2 separate regions of the Triticum aestivum genome follow, and region 2 is linked to region 1. Evidence: chromatin contacts called from public Hi-C data. All regions are on one chromosome and are shown on one strand. The core of a region is the stretch at or near the end of the contact, and the rest is flanking DNA. Distances in the headings are between cores, read along the strand shown. Region 1 holds the start of LOC123071353 (protein SOSEKI 4). Region 2 has its middle 71 kb from the start of LOC123071355.

What was found. A called contact is a pair of places that touch in the nucleus more often than the background predicts.
Region 2: a contact with region 1 is called in a Hi-C map of leaf, with 6 times the contacts expected there. The contact joins the enhancer-like site here to the promoter of LOC123071353 in region 1. A contact is called at or near these places in 3 of 5 Hi-C or Micro-C datasets (leaf and root) and 1 of 1 datasets of contacts at active chromatin or transcription factors (leaf).

Annotation. Positions count from the first base shown.
Region 1 is chr3B:627,793,596-627,799,880 of IWGSC CS RefSeq v2.1, reverse strand. It overlaps LOC123071353 (protein SOSEKI 4), which reads left to right and starts at 3,251. Exons shown (of 4, transcript XM_044494894.1): 1 at 3,251-4,068; 2 at 4,183-4,252; 3 at 4,378-5,148; 4 at 6,062-6,285. The coding sequence starts at 3,813. The coding sequence ends at 6,191.
Region 2 is chr3B:628,549,317-628,555,526 of IWGSC CS RefSeq v2.1, reverse strand. No RefSeq gene overlaps it. Among protein-coding and RNA genes, the nearest start is that of LOC123071355, 71 kb to the left of the region's middle. Within about 2 kb of position 2,211, at least 8 of the 8 cell types and tissues checked have an H3K27ac peak or open chromatin away from gene starts, as enhancers often do. A contact at or near this core is called in leaf and root, where this site is marked.

The DNA.
Region 1 (6,285 bases), core at 2,002-4,501:
GGTTCGGCGGTGTGACGGCAATGGCCATCTGCATGGGTACCACTCCGCCCGAGGTAGGAGGGGCCGAGGTGTTGTTGGATGATGAAGAAGTGGGTTTGGGCCTTTTACTGGTATCATTGCCCCCCACTGTGTCATCCCTCTCATGTCCCTTATCGCCTCCTGAATCATCCCCATGCTCCCATACTCGAGGCACAAAATCAGCATCAACACGAAAGTCCTCTTTTTCCTGGCTGTACCGGAACTCATAACCCTTCCTCTGAACGACTATGTCAGAAGAAAGAGAATCAATTGTGCTTCTCTTGAAAGCATCTAGGTTCAGCACCGCTACCTAAATACGAACAATTCCTCTGCGACGCAAACATAGAAGATCGACATCCAGAGTAGCTCCAATAACCGAGCCGACCGCCCAAAGACCCAAGAAATGACGAAGAGCGTGAGGCACACCGTGCACATGTACCCAAATAGGAATAAGCTCGAAACGATGTGGTATCTCGTCTGACTTCCAAGGCTTGAACTCGATGGTGACATTGTGAGACTTGAGGAAAACTGCAAAACCGGTCACCCTCTGCAAAACCTCCTCACTAGGAAACGACATCAGAAATGCATCCACACCATGTGGCACCGCCTCCCAATTCCACTCATGCTAAACCTGAGCAATCATAGCCACCTCCACCTCCACAGTATTGGCAGAAAGTGAACCACCAGAAATTGAAACCAAAGTTATCCGTGAGTCCTGCTGTGAGAGATCCTCCCTACAAACATTATCAGGCATCTGAAAAAACGCCATGGTTTCAGTTCCATAACCACATAGCATCGCCGCCGGCTTTGGTAGCTTTAAGGCAGGGCACCATCTAATGTTTGTTTTTATTTTCAAAATGTTTCTATTCTAAAAAAAATTGCGCCGTTAAAATGGGTCGGGTCAACGTTGGGTGCATGTGCCGACCCAAACGTGAAAGCGGACGTCGGATGTTGATGTCCGCTGAGCCGATTCAAACGGGCAAAATATGAACAAAATCGGCGTATGTTTGGGTCGCCGCGTTGGAGTTGCTTAAACGACGCCAAAAACGCCGGTGTTTCCTTCACGGGCACCCGTGCGGCGAGAGGTGGAGGAGGGCCGACGTCGTCGTCGAAGGGGCTCCAAATCGCATGCCGCGCGGCGCGCGCTCATGTGTTTCTGCTCCCGCCACGAAGAAGAGAAAGGCACACGAAAATGCGTACGAATTCCGATGCCCCGACCGCGTTAAAATGAGAAATCGATCGATTGCGGCAGGCGCGCATGGTCACGGAGCAATCAGTAGGCATTCGTCGGTCTGATCATCGGTGTCAGGTACCACATCAGCTAGTAATCAGTACTACTACTACGCGTCTGTATTACCGAGGCGCGATAAAGAGCGAGAGGACGACAGGCCGTGAAAAGGAGAAAACAAACGGAGGGCTGGATCGATCGGCGCGCGACGCGAGTGGGACTGCCGGCGCGGATCTCGACGCCCGGCGTCGCACCGCACCGTCCCGTCCGTCTCCGTGAGTCAAACGCAGCCTCGCCCCCTCCCTCCGTCTCTCTCGGCTCCGGTAAAGCACCGGCTTCGCTCGCCCGCCGTGCAGTCTCGCTGTCCGCGCCGCGCCACCTCGTAGTCGCTGGCCCTGCCCGGTTGCCCCCCTCGTAAACGTCCTCCTAAACTATGGCCAAGATCAGCCACTGCCACTGACTACGTTGCCTGACCACCGTTGCCTCTGGCCCCGCTGACTCGTGGCAAGTGGGGCCTAGTGCTAAATGGCCCTGGTTAGGCTGATCGTAATGGTAGTATCATAACTAGTATCATGCATACCAACTAAACAATTTTGATGAGGTGTCATAGCATTAAATAAAAAAAAGGTGTAGTATCATATCATGATACCGTATCATATTAAATGATATGCTACTTTGTGTTATGCATGTCAATAAATAAAGTACTACATGATACTAATATATGATACTCTCTTCATTCCCTTATACAAGGCTACAAACTCAAATTACATGTACCAATGTAAAATTTAATGACTGCTTTATAAGTCAATTATTCTTTTCGTTAACCGGGTTCATTAATACCCCCGCATGCATGCAAAGAAGGCATGGGAAGGAAGTAGCACAATGTCATTATGGCTACATGCATACAAGTATTAAACAAGTTGATAGTACGAGAAACATCATTAATTTTTGCCTCGATTACTGTTAGTGGCCTTATATAGATGCAAATTTTATTTTTCATAGTGGCCTTGTATAAGGGAATGGAGGGAGTACTATGCATTAGGGAGGTAGTATCATACACTAGTATCATATGCATGATACTAGTATATGATACTCCCCATTACAACCGGCTTTAGAATGATGCACCCACTCATATCGGGCCATGGGATTGTTTAAGACTAGCCACAATGGAGAGTAACATACACTAGTAACATACACATATCCCTAGACTATATTACTACCTCAATAGTGGGTAATAACATGAGTGTGATAACATGCAAAGCTTCATTTATTAGGTTATAGACTCATGTTGCATTGGGACATGTGATGTTACAGTAATTAGCTAAGTTACTAGTACTATATCTCTCATCATTAACTCGTTGCCACATAAACAAATTTGCTGAGTTGGACTCGATATTATTACCGAAGTTACTCCCACAGTGGCTAGTCTAAGAGATCTCATTGTTTAAGGATGCCCGATGGCCAGGGCCCCTCTCACATGGCTCGGATTAGTATACTCGTCCGCTTCTCCCGCGTGGAACGCAGGCAGCGAGACTCGGGAGGGAGGACAGGACAGGGATCGCAGCCTTCCCACGCACGCAAATGCTTCCAAATATTTTTACTAGCAATTTGCCAAAAAAACAAATCAGAAAGTTTTATTGTTTTGCGTTCAACAAACAAATCAGATTTTACCAGTAGCATCATCAACGGCAACTGTAGTGTACAGTCATACCATCATAGTACACCCGTGCTCCAAGGCCGGCTTCACGCGCACATGCCCAGCTTATTAATCCGTTGTCGGGGGGCACCATCAGACATGAAGTGACGCTAATCTATAATCAAGCCTTACACTACGCTTTGCACAGCGTGCTTCCACCGACTGACTGACACTTGGGGCCCGCCGAGCATGGCCGGTGTCGCCGTGCCCATACGTGCGGTGCCGGGCCTCGATAGTCAAACCCTTGCGCTTAAAACAACCGGTTTGCAGCGCCAAAGCAGCTGCCATTTCGCCACGCTCCAGAAACCAGTCCCCTTCCCCACATTAACACCCGCCCTCAAAGTCACCTCCGAACCGCAAATCCCCACTGCATTAGTCAACAGTGCCACTAATTAACCCCCGGTACCGCCAACAGGACAATCCTCCATACAAAGTGGAAACAAGACCCCTCCCCTCCTCTGGTCATTGTTGACCCTGAGGAGAAACAAACAACCAGACCCATGCTTTCGTCCCCTCCTTGCTCAATCCAACCCGGTCACCGTCACCTTAACCTCACTCTCACTGCTGCTGCTGCTGCACCAAACCGCTCTGCAGCTTCTGCGCCGCTAGCCAGAGGCCAAAGCTTACAGCTGCTCGATGGTCCTGCGGGGGGTTTGAATGCCTGATCACTGCGTCGCTGCGGCCTCCTTTTGCACCTTCCCTTGTGTCGCGCTCGGGAGCTTTAAGCGCTAGCTGCCGCCGCTGCTGTGCTCTGCTGACCACGTACGTACGTGCCCCGCCTGCTGCTTGTTATAGCGTCCCCGGATACGAGATTGCAGCATATCCATTATCCAAGCACGGCGATAGAGCCTCGAGCTTGGAGATATATAGATGGCGGTGGTGGTGGCGGGGGGTGGCGCTGGCGGTGGGGGTGGCAGGGCGCGAGGGGAGCAGCAGCCGAGGACGCATTGGCGCGAGCAGCAGGGGCAGCGGAGCCCCGACATGGCGGCGGTGCCCAGGCCGCCGCGCCCAAGGCCGGGACCGGCCAGGGTCGCCGTCGTGTACTACCTGTCCAGGAACGGGCAGCTCGAGCACCCGCACTTCATGGAGGTCGCCCTCTCGTCCCCCGACGGCCTCTACCTCCGAGGTACGCCGGCCGCGTACCGTCTGCTCATGGCGCGTGCGTCTTTCTTGTTTCGTTCTGCACTACACTGAGCGTCATGTGCTATTGTTGCTTGCTGTATGTATGTATGTACTGTAGATGTGATCGATCGGCTCGACGCACTGCGAGGCAAGGGGATGGCGCGCATGTACTCATGGGCCTCCAAGAGGTTTGCAGTTCGGCTTAAATTTTGATTAGTTCATCGGCGATGCGCAAGAAGGGCATGGAGGCTCTGGCGCTCTGTCATGCATTCTGCCATTGTTTGCTGATTTGCGGTGTTGTTGCACTGCGCAGGAGCTACCGGAACGGGTTCGTGTGGCACGACCTGGCGGATGACGACTACGTGCACCCGGTGGGCGGGCGGGAGTACGTGCTCAAGGGCACCGAGCGGCTGCACCCGCCGGCGATCCACCTCCCGCTGCTCGACGCGGCCGCGGCGTCGTCCTGCTCCTCCGGCTCCCAGGACACGACCACGTCCTCCTCGTCAGGCTGGGAGCACGCCCAGAGGAAGGGCGTCGCCGGCGCGTGCGGCACAGGTGAGCTCGGCGAGTACAGGGTGTACAAGGCCGAGGACCGCGCCGCGGCGGCAGCGGACGCGGCGACGCAGACCGAGGACGGGCACCGTGGGCGGAGCCGCGGTCACCAGAGGCGCGCCCAGGAGGAGCTGAGCCGCGAGGAGACGTCGCCGCCGACGGCGTCCACGAGCCCCGAGACGCTCGAGGCGCTGATCAAGGCGGACGGCCGCGTCCTGGCGACCGTCCCCGGCGGCGGGAGCAGGGCCCGGGCGTCGTCCGTGCTGATGCAGCTCATCTCGTGCGGGTCCGTGTCGGTGAAGGGCGGGCTGGCCACACCGGTGATGCCGCGCGGGGTGCACTACCGCCCACGCCCGCCGCGCCCGCCGGCGCACGCGGCCGTCGCGGCAGCCGAGACGGCCGTCTACCGGCAGAAGGTGGTCGAGGACAAGGAGTACTTCAGCGGGAGCCTGGTGGAGACGCAGTGCTCGGCCGCCGACCCGTGCCAGGACCTGGCCGTCCTCCGGCGGTCGTCTTCCTACAACGCCGACAGGTATAACACCACACTCCTTGCCGACCATCAATGCCGATAAGCACGCACCCAACAAATTAAACCGGCACCACCACTATTCGGTTCTAGTTAGTGACTACCAGCAGCTTGTCATTCCAAAGCTTTTTGGCCGTCGTTAATGGCGGTCAGTCGGGCACTGTTTCATTGATTCGTCCTGCCGTAGTGGCAGTTAGTTAAAGGCACTGCGAAAATTCCACTCGGGGTACTTGATCGGTGGTTACATTCATAAATAGGAATAGGTCTCACGGAGCTATCGCTCACAAGTCACAAACAGAACGGATCGGTCGATCCAGAATGTCAGGGACGCGCCTTGAATTCTCGGCTGGCACGGGCCCGTGCTGGCTCGCGAGCCAGCACCAAATCTTGGAAGTGTTCTTGGCGTGAGACACGAGCCATTGCTGAACTTAATTAAGTTTTGGATTTACACTTGGTTCAGAGACATGAGCCCGTGACTCCGGTACAAGTGCATAGTACGTAGTAGCACCCGGTCACTGCGCAGTAGTAAGTACGTAGTAGCACTGGTAATAATCCGAGGGACCGAGTAAGACGTGAAGCCATCAATACATTATTAGGACTACTACTGCTGCTTTAAGCAGGAGTAGTAAGTTGGTACAATCTACAACGTGAGCTTGTAATGAGTACTGTTCAAGTAAGCGCCTCTGTCAGGCATTGAACTCCTCCGGCTCAACCGGGGTGTGGCCCAGGGGAGGGAGCCCTTGAGCCATACATGCGGCGCTCTTGTACAAAGAAGCCGATCTTTGTGCCAAGTACTCCGCCGCGGATTGTGCTGTACGAGAGTCGTGATGATGGAGGGTGCGAGAGACGGCGATGCGAAATGATAACTGCTTGCGACTTACTGTACTATTTATTCTGAATATGTGATGGTGGATGGCAGGGCGCAGAAGGCGGAGGAGGCGGTGGACCTGCACGACCGGTGCATCCCGCGGAAACCCAAGAGCAAGAAGGACGGCTACCAGGTGATCTCCTGCACCGCGCACGCCAGCGGCAAGAGGATCGGGGCATGAGTGAGCGAGTTTGGTTTGACCGTGGAGGCCGTCGTCGGTTCATCATCTGCGAGATTGCAACATATATGTCCTATGATGTTATTTGGGTGGCCGT
Region 2 (6,210 bases), core at 962-3,461, 760 kb before region 1:
TGCTAGAATTGTGCAGTTGTCTAGTATGGTTGTGCTAGAATGGGCGAAGCCTGTTAGTGGACGATCTAGTTTAGAGAGATGGCAAAACAAGATTAGGCATCTACAACAATTTTTACGGGGTTGGGCGAGAAACGAAAGTGAAATTTACAAACAAGAAAAAGAAAGACTCACCCAACTGATTGAGGCTTTGGACCTAAAAGCATAATTGAACCTACTCGATGTGGTGGCACTCAAGATGGCAACGGGGATGAAACCAATTGGGTTTTGCCTTCCCAAACCCATCCCCGCGAGAAAATTACAAACCCGTCCCCGTCCCCGTCACCGTGCGCGGGGCTTGTTTTTTGTCCGTCCCCTAGACCTATCGGGTTTTTTAAACCCACGGGAAAATCGACATATTTAAGCAAACATAGTAGCAATTCAACAGCAAAAACAACATATTTCAGCAACATAACTTACGAAAATTTCAGCACATACATGGTTCATCAGCTACAAGGAGCATATTTCAGCAGCATAACTTTAGCAAAAAGTGCAATAACAACAGTTACAAGGAGCATATTTCAGGGGCATAACTTGAGCAAAAAGAGCAATAACAACAACTACAAAGAGCAATAACAACCACTACATAAGTATATTTCAGCAACAAACCATTATTCAGCCATACATGGTTCAACAAGATGTCTAATTAGGCTTACTATAGTATTTTGACGGGGATGGCGAGTTTCGGGTTCGGGTATTGCTCAAACGGTTTTAAACCCGCGAAACGTATCGGGTTTTATATTTTACTCAGAAGTAGCCCCATGGGGTTAAAAAGACGCCCATCCCCGTCCCCTAATAGAGTAAAAACCCGCGGGACGTGAGTTTCGGGGCCCTATTGCCATCTTGAGGTGGAACAGGCCACAAAGTCCGAAACTGACCAAAGCCTACGTGCTCTTCTTAGAGAAGAAGAACTAAAATGGGCCTTGGGTGCTAAGGTTCTCAAGGTTGCCCAAGGGAATGACAATACACAATTTTTTCACATGATCGCGAACGATAAACATATGAAGAAGATAATCATCCAGCTTTAACAGGACGAGGGGACCGTGGTGGGTCATGAGAACCTCAAGTCAAATATCTCCAACTATTACAAACAACTTTTCAGGCCGCCGGTTGAGAATAAGGTCTCCCTAGATGAGTTTGTATTGGGAGATATCCCTCAGCTACGAGCGGATGAAAATGAGATTTTGTCTGCACCGTTCACTGAGAAAGAGGTTTTCGATGCAATTTCTCAAATGAAACCAAATAAAGCACCGGGACCAGACGGCTTCCCTGCAGCGTTTTACAGGAAATGTTAGCATATTATTAAGGGATAATTGATATTGTGCCCTTAGTTGCGTCCCACTCGACTGATTTGCCCTTAATTTTGAAAAAACCCGTGGTCCTGCCCAAGTGCGTTTGGTCCTCTTATGTTTTTGCCCTTCAATCCCAATTCCGTCCGGTCAAAGGCAGTTGACTATTTGGGAGACCATTTTTTGGACCATTTTTTCCCTTCCTTACAAGTTTAGTTAAAAATCAAAGAAAAAAGTTACACTTACATGTGGGACCCAATTAAATACAATAGAAAAAAGCCTTCCCTCTCTCTTCCTCATGGGACCCACACCCCCACCCACCTTCCTATCTTCTTCCTCCCCCAACTCCTCCCCGACCTCCATCCCGGCCATGGCACCCTGAGCCTCGCCACCGGTCGCCTGTCCCTACCCGACCTCCATCCTGGCCGGATCCAGTCTAGTCGAAGCCTCCATGCCCCGCGCCGGTCCGGCCTCCCCTCCATCGCGCTGCCGAGCCCCTGCCTTCATGCCCCAAGATCTGCGTCGCCATCCCTGGATCCACCTTGTCTTGGTGGCTCCGGCGGATTCAGCCGCGGGAGGCTCGGGCCTCCGGGCACCTACCTCGGCCACCTAGCTGGATGACGACCTTGGCGACGTCGCGCGACGCAGCGCTCCGGCGTGGCTGTGAGGCAGATAGGCGAGGTGCAGGTGCTCCGGCGACGGGAACGATGAGGAACTGCGGGGATCTGGACGTGGCCGAAGCGGGGCGGATAATCCGGCGATGGAGGCGAACTCATCTGTTCGCCGTCGACTTGCCGGAGCGGCGAGGTGGTTGGGGCTTACAGGAGCTCCAGGAGGCTGGCGCTCGCGGGAGCGGGCATGTGGCCGCTCGACTGCGATGACACAACCGGGCCAGGAGGGCCAAATATGGGCCATGCGGGTCGCGGTGGTGGTGGTTGGCTGGGAAGTTCCAAGCGGCAAGGGAAAAATGGTCCAAAAAGTTGTCTCCCTAATAGTCAACTGGCTTTGACCGGAAGGAATTGGGACGGAAGGGCTAAAACATAGGAGGACCAAACACACTTAGACAGGACCATGAGTTTTTCAAAATTAGGGGCAAATCAGTCGAGTGGGACGCAACTAAGGGCACAATATCAATTATCCCTATTATTAAGGATGATCTTATGCCTATGTTTCATGATTTCTTTAGTGGTCACCTGGAACTGTTTCATCTTAACTTTGGTTTGATTATGCTTTTGCCAAAGAAAGAAGAAGCGGTCCACATCAAGCAATTCAGGACGATTTGTCTTCTGAATGTGAGTTTCAAAATATTCACGAAAGTGGGTACTAATATACTGACACAAATCGCTCATTCGATTGTACAATCGAGTCAGATGGCTTTTATGCCGGGAAGGCATATCCTAGAAGGGGTTGTTGTCCTCCATGAAACTCTACATGAAATCCATTTGAAGAAACTAGGCGGGGTTATCTTCAAAGTGGATTTCAAGAAGGCATACGATAAAGTTAAGTGGCCTTTCCTTCAGCAGACAATGCGTATGAAGGGTTTTAATGAGACATGGCGGAACCAGCGGATTCTCTTGTCCAAAGAGGTAGTGTCAGAATAAAGGTTAATGATGATATTGGACATTATTTTCAGACTCATAAGGGCTTGAGACAGGGGGATTCGATGTCTCCTCTCTTGTTTAATATAGTGGCTGATATGTTGACCGTTCTGATCGGTAGGGCCAAAGAGAACGGCCTAGTTGGTGGACTTGTCCCACATCTAGTCGATGGGGGAGTATCCATACAATATGCCGATGACACTATTCTTTTCATGGAGCATGACATTGCAAAGGCTCGGAATATGAAACTAGTGTCATGTCTCTTTGAACAATTGTCGGGACTAAAAATTAATTTCACAAGAGCGAATTGTTCTGCTTTGGTAGGGCTAAAGAGGAACAAGACACATATAAACAATTGTTCGGATGTGAATTAGGTTCTAAGCCATTCAGTTACTTGGGCATACCGATTCATCATCGCAAACTTTCGAATAAAGAATGGAAATGCATAGAAGACCAAATTGAGAAAAAGCTTAGCTGCTGGAAGGGCAAGCTAATGTTGTATGGAGGTCGGTTAGTGCTTCTTAATTCAGTATTAACTAGTATGCCGATGTTTCGGTTATCTTTCTTCGAAGTACCCAAAGGGGTACGGAAGAAATTAGACTTTTTCCAGTCTCAATTTTTTGGCAGTCAGATGACGCCGAAAGGAAATATCGCCTGGCGAGATGGGATATCATCTGCCAACCTAATGACCAGGGAGGCCTCGGTATTGAGAACCTGGTAATTAAAAATAAATGCCTCATGAGTAAATGGTTGTATACGTTATCAGTAGAGATGGAGGGTATGTGGGCACAGATCCTACTCAACAAATACTTGCAATCTAAAACTCTTGCCCAAGTGACCGTGAGACCTAATGATTCACCTTTCTGGAAAGGGCTTATGGGAATGAAAGATTTGTTCTTTCGTAGGGGAAAATTCTTGGTTTGTAATGGAACGACAACAAGATTTTGGGAGGATACGTGGTTAGGGGAGACATCTCTAGCCATACAATATCCCACCCTTTATACTATTGTACAGTGTAAGGAGGATTGCATGGGAATAGTATTACAATCGATACCCTTAAATTTCCATTTTAGGCGATATTTAGTTGGGGAGCGCTGGAACTCCTGGATGCACTTTGTACGGAGGCTGATGGAGGTTCAACTTTCCGACCAACCAGATTCGTTTCACTGTAAGTTAGCTAGAACGGTGTATTTACGGTTAAATCCATGTATGTGGATCTAATTAATTTTGGCCCAATCCCGAGATCGATACATATCTGGAGAGTTAAGGTTCCCTTGCGTATTAAAATCTTTATGTGGTTTGTCCACAAGCAAGTGATCATCACCAAAGATAATTTGTAAAGTGACAATGGGTAGGCAGTGCACGATGTTGTTTTTGTGATCACGATGAAACAATACAACACATATTCATAGATTTCCCTCTCGCGAAATTACTTTGGTGAACGATCCATATAGCCTTTAACATTATTCCTCCAGTTAGCATTGAATCATTATTTGGGACATGGTTAGCTGGAGTACATCATATACCACGTCTCGTATTCGGATTGGAATATGCATGCTTATTTGGGCCATATGGAACTGCAAGAACGACATGATTTTTAACAGACAACACATCTTAAATTTCTTGCAAGTCATTTTCGGAGCTACGACATGGATCCGTACGTGATCCTTACTCACTCCTACAGACTCCAGGGAGGCTTTGGTTACTGGGTGCAACCAGTGCGAGATGGTAGCACGGGCTATATTCAACCGGTTTGGATGGCGGTCTCATAAGAGGACGGGAGGGATCTTGTCCTTTTATACATACCGGCTGTGGTATTGAGTTATGTATTTTTTTGCTCCGCTTGCGAGCTGTAATGATTATAAGACATTGTGCTTTTTTCGAGACTTTTAATAAGATGACTGCATGCATTGCTCAGATGCAAAGGCCGGGGGCAAGCCTCCTTTTCCAAAAAAATGGTTGTGCTAGAATTACGTGTCTAGTACTGACTATTTCTAAGTCAGATGAGAAATGCCAATTTCTTTTTTGAGGTAAACTATCAAGTTCTCTGCCTTTTCATTGAAGATTAGGAAGGTACACGTGAGGGATAAAGTGCCAAAGGAAGAAAAGAGCAAGAAAAACCTAAAAAAAGATCCAGTTGCATAATGCACTAGCTGTAAAAGCTCGAGCCTAAGGCACGGGAAAAGCAACAAAGAGCAATCTGAGGTCGGCATCAATCATGGCCTGAACGATGTTCGTGTTGCTAGGGGAATTGGTGAAGATCCTTCTGTTTCATTCTAGATATGCCAAGCAAAATACTCCACAACCGTCGCGTTGTCCTTTGAAGTGGTAACGATGGTGGACCACTAGTACTCCACTGAGTCGGCTGCATAGAGTCTGAGCATGAGCAGTCTTAGGGCGAGACTACTGGAGCAGAGACGTGTCCAAATATCAGCAGCAAAGGGGAATTTGGCAATTAGATGGATTGTTGATTCAGTCTGATGTTGCAAAGGGAGCAGTTGTCTTCATGGGTTCAACCTTTAGCTCGCAATCGAACCGCAATAGGCAAGCAACCAAAGGAAGAATTGGATCTTTCATTCAACCTTTAGCTTCCAGATCCTAGCAAGGCTGGGCTTTTCAATGCGCCCAATGAACTGGCAGTCATAGGTCGAGCTTGCACTGCACATGCCATTTGAATTCCATGACTAGGCAATGGTGTCTGGCGCATCGATAAGTTGGAACATTAAACCACTGTTCCTAGTAGCCCTTGAGACTCAGGTCGATGCGCGAAATCGGCCCGAGGATCAATTCCTAGCTCGGCAGCATACATAGGAATAGAAACGCAGTGTAATATATTAGAGATAATAATAGTGATCAGCGAACGGGCCCTTGAGAATGGGTTTTGAGAAGTTGCCGCAATATATTAGCTTGACGCCAGATAGGTCTAGATGGTACCTATTGTTGTCCGAAGACGCGTTTGCCCGTAGTTCGGTCAAGCCGAACACTAAGCACTTTGAATTTTCTGCATTGAACAGGCAACACAGTAGCCCCAGAGACACTGGTTGGGTGGCAACACCAGATCAGGGGATCGATGTGCCCCTTTAATATTTATAAATAATGAGCGCCAAGCCCAGTAGCCCCCGAGCCTTAATGTGGGCACGAGTGGCTGAATTAAGGATCGATATCCAAAGTAAAATCACAGATTATGTGTAATGATTCTATGTATCCAAGTACTCTACATCATTAATGCTCGAATCCGTATTGTAGAAAACTTTGTTGACCGACCATCGGCTTCAACCCCTTCAGCC